2 separate regions of the Bicyclus anynana genome follow, and region 1 is linked to region 2. A link is a contact called in public Hi-C data. All regions are on one chromosome and are shown on one strand. The core of a region is the stretch at or near the end of the contact, and the rest is flanking DNA. Distances in the headings are between cores, read along the strand shown.

Region 1 (5,183 bases), core at 838-3,337, 50 kb after region 2:
AAGAAAATAATATACTGTCAGAGACAGACTAATCTCAAAATAATTGCCCTCAAGTCGCTGGAGTCGTCTCACGTCATGAACATTTGCAGTTTTGCACCGAGGAGCAAAAAACTTCCGAGCGGAGACTACAAAGTGCACCGCACTCTGTCTGCATTCGGCTTTTTTTATACCTTTTTCCATTTACTCGTGCAGTCGTTTGCGCCTGTGACAGCCACACGTACTACATTTTATTAAGAAAGAAAGTGAAAGAAAGCGAGTGCTATCCAGACCCACAACCTACCAAGTAGGCAGAAATCGTATTTCTTTATTTTTCTCGGCATAATATGAGAATCATGTCCCCAGTCGCCTGCCACTCAGCGTCGCGGCAACCCTTCGATGGCATAGTTAAAGGTGAAACTTTAAGTCTCTATAGAAAGGTTGTAAGTAAGCTGGCGACTGAATACATGATTCCTCATGATATTCCCTAGAAAATATCAAACATTTTAGTTTAATACTTGGACAAAGAGGTTTTCCACCTTTTCAAAGCCACGACGGTCCAAATGGCTACCTATGGTCTGGTATGGTATTTACCTATGGTCTCAGACCAATCCTACCTTCTATGGATCCTCGCCTCGCGTTGCCTCGCTAGAGATTACCCCCTGTCAAAAATATATGATCATGATCAAACGTGTCATACAAATTGCGTCTATAGAATCGATGTTACATTGTGTTAAAATTATACGAGTGTCTATTACGATTTAAAATTTATGGTTGTGTGTAGTGTACAGGATATATTTATTGATGTTAAATATTTTCAATGTGTGAGTTTACCTCGTCTCCTTCAAAAACGACAGACAATTTTGTTGGTGAATTTGGATGCGATACAAGTCGAATAGAAGGTAGGTACTCGTAATTGGTCTGAGACCTATGGTAGGAGAATGGGTTAACAAACATTAAGTTTTTATAAAAAGTGGTATGTCTGGCTGTCGCAGGCTTTCGTTTTATCGTCCACGTTGTTGTGGATTTCCGTCGGCAAAACCGCGTGCGTGTACCGCAACTCGTTTCAATAATTTTTCTTCGAATCTTCATTGTTGCGGAAAAATAACGAACAATGACACACTGTTGAGTCTGAATAGGACTTACAGTGCCTCGATTTCGCGTAATATAATAAAATCGGTCAGAGGAAAATATGTATTCGTCAAACGCGAATACCAAGCGAAACCGAGTCATAATGTGGTATTCTTAGATACATCTTTACGACTTAAGAGTGTGTTTATGAAGACGTTGAAAGTCGTAGGAAAATACAGTACTTACGCAATTATATCATTATCAACCCATATTCGGCTCTCTGCTGAGCTCGAGCCTCCTCTTAGAATGAGAGGGGTTAGGCCAATAGTCCACCACGCTGGCCCAATGCAGATTGGCAGACTTTACACACGAAGAGAATTATGAAAATTCTCTGGTATGCAGGTTTCCTCACTATGTTTTCCTTCACGGTTTGAGACACGTGATTTTTAATTTCTTAAAATTATATAAAAGTAAAAAGTAAAAACGCAATTATATAAAAGTATAGTTTACCTATACATTTTGTGATGAAATATATTATACATCTTGCACTAGTATAGTACCTAAGTGTGAAAGTTTACACCTTAATATCGAATTTCAGCGAAATTTAGCACAGACCACGTCCTAGATCTACACAAAGAATACCTACTTTTTATATACCTTTTGTGCAGGCAACGTGAATTCAATGCGGTTGGTTAAAGTCGCGGAAACTATTAATAATTGAAGGATTGTAAAACGAATTTGATTCTTTTCAGTTTTTGCGGGACTTTTTCTCATCTACCGCTATGTTCACAAAACCTGTTGCGATTGAAATATAAAAATGTATATTGAATCCGAGCATCCATACAGCGTGAGTCACTGCTTCATAACACATATAGAAGCATTAGCAACGCTCTCCCAGGGACGCGAATACCGTAAACATACGAAATACTTTTGAAATATTCTTTCCGAGAATTTAATATTGAACTACGGTACGTAGGAACGTAACGATGTGCGCGATTCGAAAGTTCCATTAGCTCGGAAGAGCAACACAATATCGAGTACAGTTATAAGCATATATCTGCAAGTGAGCGACTATTGCCGGTGTATCTGCCGAATGGATACTCACCAGGTCGCGGTTGGCCGAAGTTTCTCGGAAACAATCCCCGCGCGGCCTTGCGATGAAACATCGTGCGAAGTTTGTTTAACTTTCAAACGATTCAAAAACGGCTACCGCAAAACTTTACTGTTCCCGGGAATCGTTGCCATCACGTCACGATTTGTTTGCGCAAGCTTCGTTCCCTGAACGATTTACAGCTGCCGGGAGTGGTGCGGCCTCTCACCGAATTATGGGAATCTAAATATTTAGCCAAGTACTAGTTTTTATTGGAGCCGTTGATAGGTTAATACCCTAATGGGACGTCATGGCGTCAGAGGGTCATCTGTGACGTCAGAGGGTGGCGGCGACAGACCCATTTAAATAACGGGATGGTTGAGACAGTCGAGTTTTACGTCCAAATTTGGCGTTTTTCTTTCGACAGTCTCGGAGACTCATTAATTCGTCCTTTCAATTCATTATACAATGACGATACGTTAATAGTTATTTGTTCCTAAACCACAAAACCGTACTATGGGCGCAACATTATTTATGACTAGCAGAATTCTCTCGCGATTTTTCCCGCGTATAATTTCCATTCCATGTGGAAATACGGAAATAATGTATAGCCCATGTTACTCTCTGATAATGTACCTTTTTATTGATATAATTTTTCAAATCTCTTCAGTTAATATAGTATAGTTTAATTGTTACATACAAATCTTTCATCTTTATAATATTAGTGTACCTACTAGGTATATAATATTATTTATGAATGAATGATATCGTCGAATATCATCTGTTAATTGCGATTGGTGATTTATCTCGTAACAATGATGGCCAATGGTTGTTGAATTCTTTTTACTTCTGCTAAGTATGCATTATAGCCAATAGGAAATAAATGTAATAACAAAATATCACGTACCAGGTGGATGGGTGGGTTTCAATATTTTAAGCTTTATCACAGAGTGATTCTCTCCGTAATTCCATTAACAATTGTTACTATTTCCTCGCCAGCTCAGACCAATTATTGTATAGGACCTGCCTCGCTAGACGTTCCTTTTCTGTCAAAGTATATGATCAACGATCTAATGCGATTATAGAAACTGTCTCTATAGTATCGATGTTAAATAGTTCTAATCGTGTTCGTCGGTTATAGAGCTCCGTAAAAATACCTTTTTGTGTAATTGAATTGTGTAAAAAACGGGCAAAAACTTCTACTTTAGTATAAGATATATACCAAATCTAAGCTCGTTTTCTTCAGAAATTGACAGACAATTTTGTTCGTGACTATGGGTGCGATACAGGTCCTTCTATAATTGGTCTTAGCTCGCCAGAGATTAATAATGTAATCCCCGTTTCGTGGAACTTTTGTCATTGGCAGCTGCGAATGTGTTACGCCACTAGCACCGGTGGGCTGACGACTCCAAGAATAATGCACCATTAAGTTGCATTCAAACTCTGCATCATTAAGTAGGAAGTCGTAATAGACTGAGTATCAACAAGTTAATACTGTTTAAGTTTGATTTGATAGGTTAGCTTTTACTACATGTTGTTGTTATGTTGAATTGTGTTTAATTTATTTGACTTTCTTTATTGTTAGCTGTGACGAATAATATTACACGAAAAACAATGTTATGTTGACAAGATTAAAAATTAAAATCTATCTAATTAGGGGAGAGGTGGCATGAAAGGTACACGTATTGAAAGGGACAATTCAAAAAACATTTTAGAGACACCATTATTACTGTTGCATGGCAACCTAACCTAGACTCCAATTCGTTAAAATATTAAACGCTTCCTATTCGACTTCAATCTGTTCCAAATATTTTTTCAATCTCTTACTGCCCTATCTTTAGATGGAGTTAGGTCAGTAAACACGATTTATAGGATTCAGAGTGAAAATGGAGTTTTTTTCGAATCTAGGTCCGGGTGAGATTATTACCCAGACCTAGATAGCTTTGGGTAGCATTGAGGAATTAAGGGATAACCCTTTAAAAAGTGTCAACTAGCCTATTGGTCGTGTTTGTAATTGAACCTAAATGAACAACCTATCTAATCCATATCTCTGTTACAAAGTTCTGCTACTAATAGAAACCATAATCATAGATACCTACTGATATTTTGATGGGTTACAAAAGCGTTAGCTTTATTGCTTGACAAGTTCGTTCCACACTTCCGAAGGTCCGCGGGCCGGGGGGCGTGTAGCGATGAATGAAAAACCAACGACTAATGCACGTCACTTCCCCGCACGCACGATTTCACACCCGCGCAGTCTTTGGTTACAAAGGCCGTTAGTGACATCGAACTTTATAATTCGCACTAAACTAACCTCGGGCTCCATTACTTCGTCGCTAACTTGTTTTCACCGCCTTTGAATAACAGTACTTATCGCAATTGCAAACATCTAAGTACGCACGCTATCTCATTTCGGTGAATCATTATTATTGCATTGCATATTGTTATCTGTAATCTCCGCGATAATTATCTGTTTCATTGTGAATCAGTTCTTAAAACTAATCTATTAGCAGATACCGCTGCTTAATATACATAAAATTAGTAGGTATTCATTTAAGTCGCGATTTACTTGCATGTATGTATATGTAAAATATGCGGCATAATTGGCTTTATCTGTTGGTTGTTTGATATAGAAGATTTGTAGACCTCGAGTGTGTAATATTGATTTCAGTTTGAACTTGAGAAAAAACGGTCTCGACAGACAGATAGACAGTCAGACATGTAGTCTACAGATAAGTAATCTTATAAGGATTCCGTTTATTCCTTTTCAGGAACGAAACTTCATAAATTAGTTTTTCATGACATTTATTGAACTTAACTGTACTCTATTTAGTAAGTCCGTTAGGACCGTAGTATATTTGTACTCTTATGTTTTTGTTTGAAAGTTGACTTGATTGGGATGGTTCGTATATAGGTACGATGAAGATCGACAAACTAACCCGAAGATATCAACGTTTTTTTTTATTAAGTATAATGCAAAGAAGTTATGACACGGGTAAATGTCGGTATTCTAGATAAATCCATGACTGTAGGGGAAAATGTTTCA
Region 2 (4,937 bases), core at 363-2,862:
AAATCGTGTCTACCATTTTACATAACTAGCGGACGCCCGCGCCTTCGTCCGCCTTTACACCTCTTGCGAAATCCGTTCTTAGCGGACGTCTATTAACTTTAATATTTTATTTAAACGTTTAATTACAGTACAATGCACACGAAGGCGAGATGCGCGCCTGGTTGACGTTCAAGAAAGAACGCGCGGCACGCCTCGCTCGTGAAGCAAAGCTGCGTACGGCGGCCACGCGCATACAAGCGTGGTGGAGAGGCGTGATGGTGCGACGGGGACTGGGAGTTTACCGCCATCTGCGGAACATTAAGAAGCCTGGAGCGAAGACAAAGAAGAAATAAAGCCCTAAATAATACTTAAAATAATGTTTTCACCTACTTATATAATTATAATAATATTCTTGATCATCTCAAAATTCTCTTTTACTCACTTACAAATCCAAAAGTGACTCCAAACAGCAGTTACAATATTATATTTTAATAAGGGTAATTGCAGGGACCCACCGGCTGGGCGGCGCAATTTTTATTATATTATAAATTTTTATTATAATATTTACAGTTCGTGCTGAGTAACTTGGCTACAAAACAAACACTGTACAAACATCATTCGAGCCAGGTGCCAAGTTAATGCACACGAGTTACACATGCAGCAATAAAACATGAAGATTTTTTTGCCTAAAGGCAGTTTCGTTGCCTAAAAATCAAATCACATTTTTATTTATAAAATCACCTCATTTTAATATTTTCATGAAACAATTTTTTTAAACCTATAAATTACGTCACCGCAAACACCAATCACAAGCAGTGACGTCATTGTGTCACAGTTTGTGATTGGTGGAGTTTTGCAATGGTGTAATAATATTCTCTTACCCATCGTAGAAAGACTGTAGAGAATGCGTTTCATTTGTGGATCTTATCGATCATACTAAGTAGGTAATTAAAAATACACTGAACCTCGCTTCGAGAAAATGGAATTTATTGTAAAACAAAGATGTTCGTGTACCATCTTTGAGACTTGAAACCTGTAGAGTTGTATCTTATCATATCTGCTAAATCAACGCAAATAGGACGATTATAATAACAATAATACGACCTCTGCATTCCTTACTAAAATTTTAATTTCCAGCAATATTTTAAATGCAAAAGCAAGCAATCTTTAAATATATCTACTGTTAATTTAAACACTATGGCGACTACCGGTATTATACTCAGTGAAAATAATAGGGTTAACGACTTAACGCCCAAAGCACAAAACGCTCCTTATTCCATATTTCATTCCACTTGACTTGCTTGCAAGCAAATGAAATGGGTGAAATGTTAACTACTGTGGTGAGGGTGATCGTTAGGATCCTTAAGTGGAACGTAGTCTTTACGAAAGGCGTCACTCTCACATGTCAAGATCTTTTTTGCTACGGCCTTTGAATCTAAGGCTACGGCATATTAAAGTCAGATCAATAATTCGTCTGAGTGGTAGTGGATGAAAAGACGGTGCTTAAAAATGTCATATTCTGAAGTCATAAAGCCAATTTAAAAAAAAAACCCTGCTGTCAATGTCAAAAGCAACGTGCTTGTCAAATAACTGTCAATTGAATTTGACGGACTGACTAACGGATGTCATGTCAGATTCAGAACCAGTTGAAAATTAGCCCCGATACCGGTGACATGTGGTCGTAACGTTAAGACTGTAATTTAAAATAAATATAGTCGATAGTTTTGTTTATTACAGAAAACATTCATTATTTATAAACACTTTTAATTTAATAATTACTAATAAAATGTGTTGTGGGTAAACTGTGTCGTAATAGTTTTTAGAAGAAAGTTTTGCACAAGTTCTGGGAATTTTGGATTTATCATCTTTAGAATTGGTGAGTAACTAATCTTTTTATATGCTTCGAGTGTCTTTTTTGTAACCTTAATTACTAAGAGATCGGAAGTACTTTACTTTTAGTAGGTAGACTGTTGAAATGACTAGAAATTTAGGACATAAAACAAGACCAAGTTATACACTTAACATTTGTTATAGTAAGTATCTACTACCTACTTTAAAAAATTCAAGTAACGAGAGATTGAAGTATGTTAAAAAAATGCCTGTTGTTTGTAGAACATCCATATAGAACCAATGTTGAGGCATTATTATATTTTTTTATTTATTGTGTAATAATTCTTGTAATACAAGTAAATAAATAGAATTAAAATTAACTATTTTTTAATGTTTAGGCAGCAAAGTGTTTTTAAGTATATGTTTAGATAACTGTTTTGTTTACGACCTAAAATTAAGGTATTTAAACCTAACTTATTTTGACATTTGTTAAATAACCATTTACTCAGGTAGGTACTTACTCACTTAAATTTTGCACCCTGGTACTCATTTTTAAAATACTAGAGATAGCTTAACTTAAATAAAGGTGTTCTGTGCTGTGTATATCAGTGTAGATCCCACTACTAGATATTTCTAGATGTGCCTCTATTATATGTCTCTGTGCCCACCTTTGTCCAGATCCATTTACTTACCCCTTATGAAGTTCAAATGGTGTTACAAGCTCCACTTTAAAACTCAAGTGGAAGTAGGCAGTAAAGAATAAAAAAAAAACATTGGTGCATGTTTTTTTTTTATTCTTTACAAGTTAGCTCCTGACTACAATCTCACCTGATGATAAGTGATGATGCAGTCCAAGATGGAAGCTAACTTGTTAGGAGTTGGATGAAATCCACACTCCTTTCGGATTCTACACAATATAGTTCGTCTCTGTCATTAGGGTAGTAACTAGCCGAAGCCTCCCACCAGCTAGATCTGGGCCGATTAAGAAAATCTCAATCGGCCCAGCCGGGGATCAAATCCAGGACATTCGTCTTGTAAATCCACTTCGCTGCACCACAAAGGCCGTCACGTATATGCGATACAAGTCATCTATGCAAAGGAGAAGAGGAAGGCCGGGTAAAATAAGACAGATGGCAAGGCAAAATCTGCAAGGGATTGAGAATTGTGGAAAGGCTTGGAGGAGTTTCCTTTGTTGTAAAAGACAATCAGGCAAGTTCTAAATAATGGCTGTTATTATTATTATAATATACTTAATAAGTGCTTATGATCAATAAAAAAATGACTTTTAAATGTTGATCGCTCATTTATAGAATTGAATTACTTTATTACAACAGAGAACTCCACCACAGTTTACAAATGTACATAGTAAAGTAGAAAGACGTTAAAGTGACATTCAAATATAGTATGAAGTTAAATGAAAATCTATTTCCAACGCCCAAAATTGAAAATGCAACACTGCTCGCAAAAACTTCATTAAAAAAACGCTCATACGAATGACGGCTTATGCAACCTGAACGTTTGAAGCCAAGACAACCAAATGTGCACCAACTCCTAATGAGGATCAACAAGACTATGATAAGCACAACATATTTGTTTATAGCCCTGGATCTAATCAAAGATTTACTTACAAAAACCTATGAAAAAAAAAACAAAGATGTGAAGCACATGTTAAGTGAACAACATATTGCATACTATATTGTGTAAAAAGTTCTATCCTAATTGGATTGGTAATATGAAATGAAATGATATGAAATGGTTTAAGAATGCATAGAAGCTTTGGTTTTTATTTGTAAATTAGGAAAATAAATACAAATATTATTATTTTTTTTGAAATCTATTGAGATGCTAACCACTATGTTCTTGTCAGACCAAGGCACGTTCGTAACTTTAATTTTAAGTTTTCGACTTTAATTTATCACCATTAAATCATGACATAACTTGACGGTTCAGAAGTGCTTGTAAACTAAGCTTAATTGATTTCAATTGCAATTAGTCATACAATGAATTATGATTGCCTACACTACAGTAGCATGCAAAACTTGGGAAATTCTTTCTCCAATTCAGGTATAATAATGAGTCCTCATCCTCAGGGTAGGCAGTCTATTTTTGCATCTATGAAGTGCACACCATTATACTTACTATAAGGTGAGATGGTGGTTAAACAAAAGCCTATTTCATAGAATAATGAATAGAAATGAATTTCATTACATTACTTTTGTAGTTTTCAAAGCGCCAAATCCTAGAGAGCATCTAAATGATCCTAAAGATAGATGAAATCCTAGTCAACCGTAGACGATGCTGCGACTGTTTTTTAATTGGTCACCCCAGAGTAGGTTCGAGATTGGTCACCCCAGAGTATGATTGAGATCTTCGCGTTTCATTTTTATCTATCGTGATGTTTGGAAGTCCCTACAAAAGGCCTATGTCCTGCAGTGGACGTCCATCGGCTGACATGATGATGATGATGATGATGACAGGTATATGTCTCATATCGACTATTAGGAGCAAACAGGAGAGGCGCCATAATTGGATCTCGCTCCAGTTCAAAATTTGCTTCGGGCCGGCGCTAATTGGCGCGAACCTATATTGCATAAAAAAACTCTCTAAAAACCAACAAAGAATCTGAACCACTCAGACCTATAAAGTGCCTAGCGGCAAATAAATTTTCATTGTTTATCAATAGTAGTTATTCGTCATTTTTCCTATAAATAATACTGGCGAAACAAAACCAGTGCGTAATTTTAAATTTCAACATAAATCGACTTCACGTATTAAGTTGTAATCAGGTTGTAGTACATCAAACCAAAGAAACAAGTCCGCGCCGGGCTCCCATATTTACTTACGTAGAGAAACTAGCAGTGTTTTTGCGATCCGTGATATACAGCGGCAACGACAATGTGCGTGGTAATTAGTGCGTTAATCGCCCTAGCGCTCGCTGCAACTGCGTTTCCGAGAAGGCGATCAGCAGAGCTTGCGGAGGGGGCAAATTGCCGACAGATATGTGCCGCCCGTCGGTAATTGCACAAATCACGAGCTCCAAGCTTGTGCTCCTCCTTGTATTACAAGATTTACAAGTCGTGAGTCGACCGCCGACATTGTTGATACAACTCTACTACTTAATGGAAAGT

What was found. A called contact is a pair of places that touch in the nucleus more often than the background predicts.
Region 1: a Hi-C map of whole body shows a contact between it and region 2, with 3 times the contacts expected there. The contact joins the enhancer-like site here to the promoter of LOC112045643 in region 2. A contact is called at or near these places in 2 of 2 Hi-C or Micro-C datasets (whole body and whole larva).

Annotation. Positions count from the first base shown.
Region 1 is chr4:8,278,319-8,283,501 of ilBicAnyn1.1, forward strand. The region is part of intron 2 of LOC112045643; the gene reads left to right. Among protein-coding and RNA genes, the nearest start is that of LOC112045643, 51 kb to the left of the region's middle. Within about 2 kb of position 2,088, at least 4 of the 8 cell types and tissues checked have open chromatin away from gene starts, as enhancers often do.
Region 2 is chr4:8,228,422-8,233,358 of ilBicAnyn1.1, forward strand. It overlaps LOC112045643, which reads left to right and starts at 1,613. Exons shown (of 11, transcript XM_052881419.1): 1 at 1,613-1,855. It overlaps LOC112045650 (dynein regulatory complex protein 9-like), which reads left to right. Exons shown (of 5, transcript XM_052881221.1): 5 at 129-332. The coding sequence ends at 332.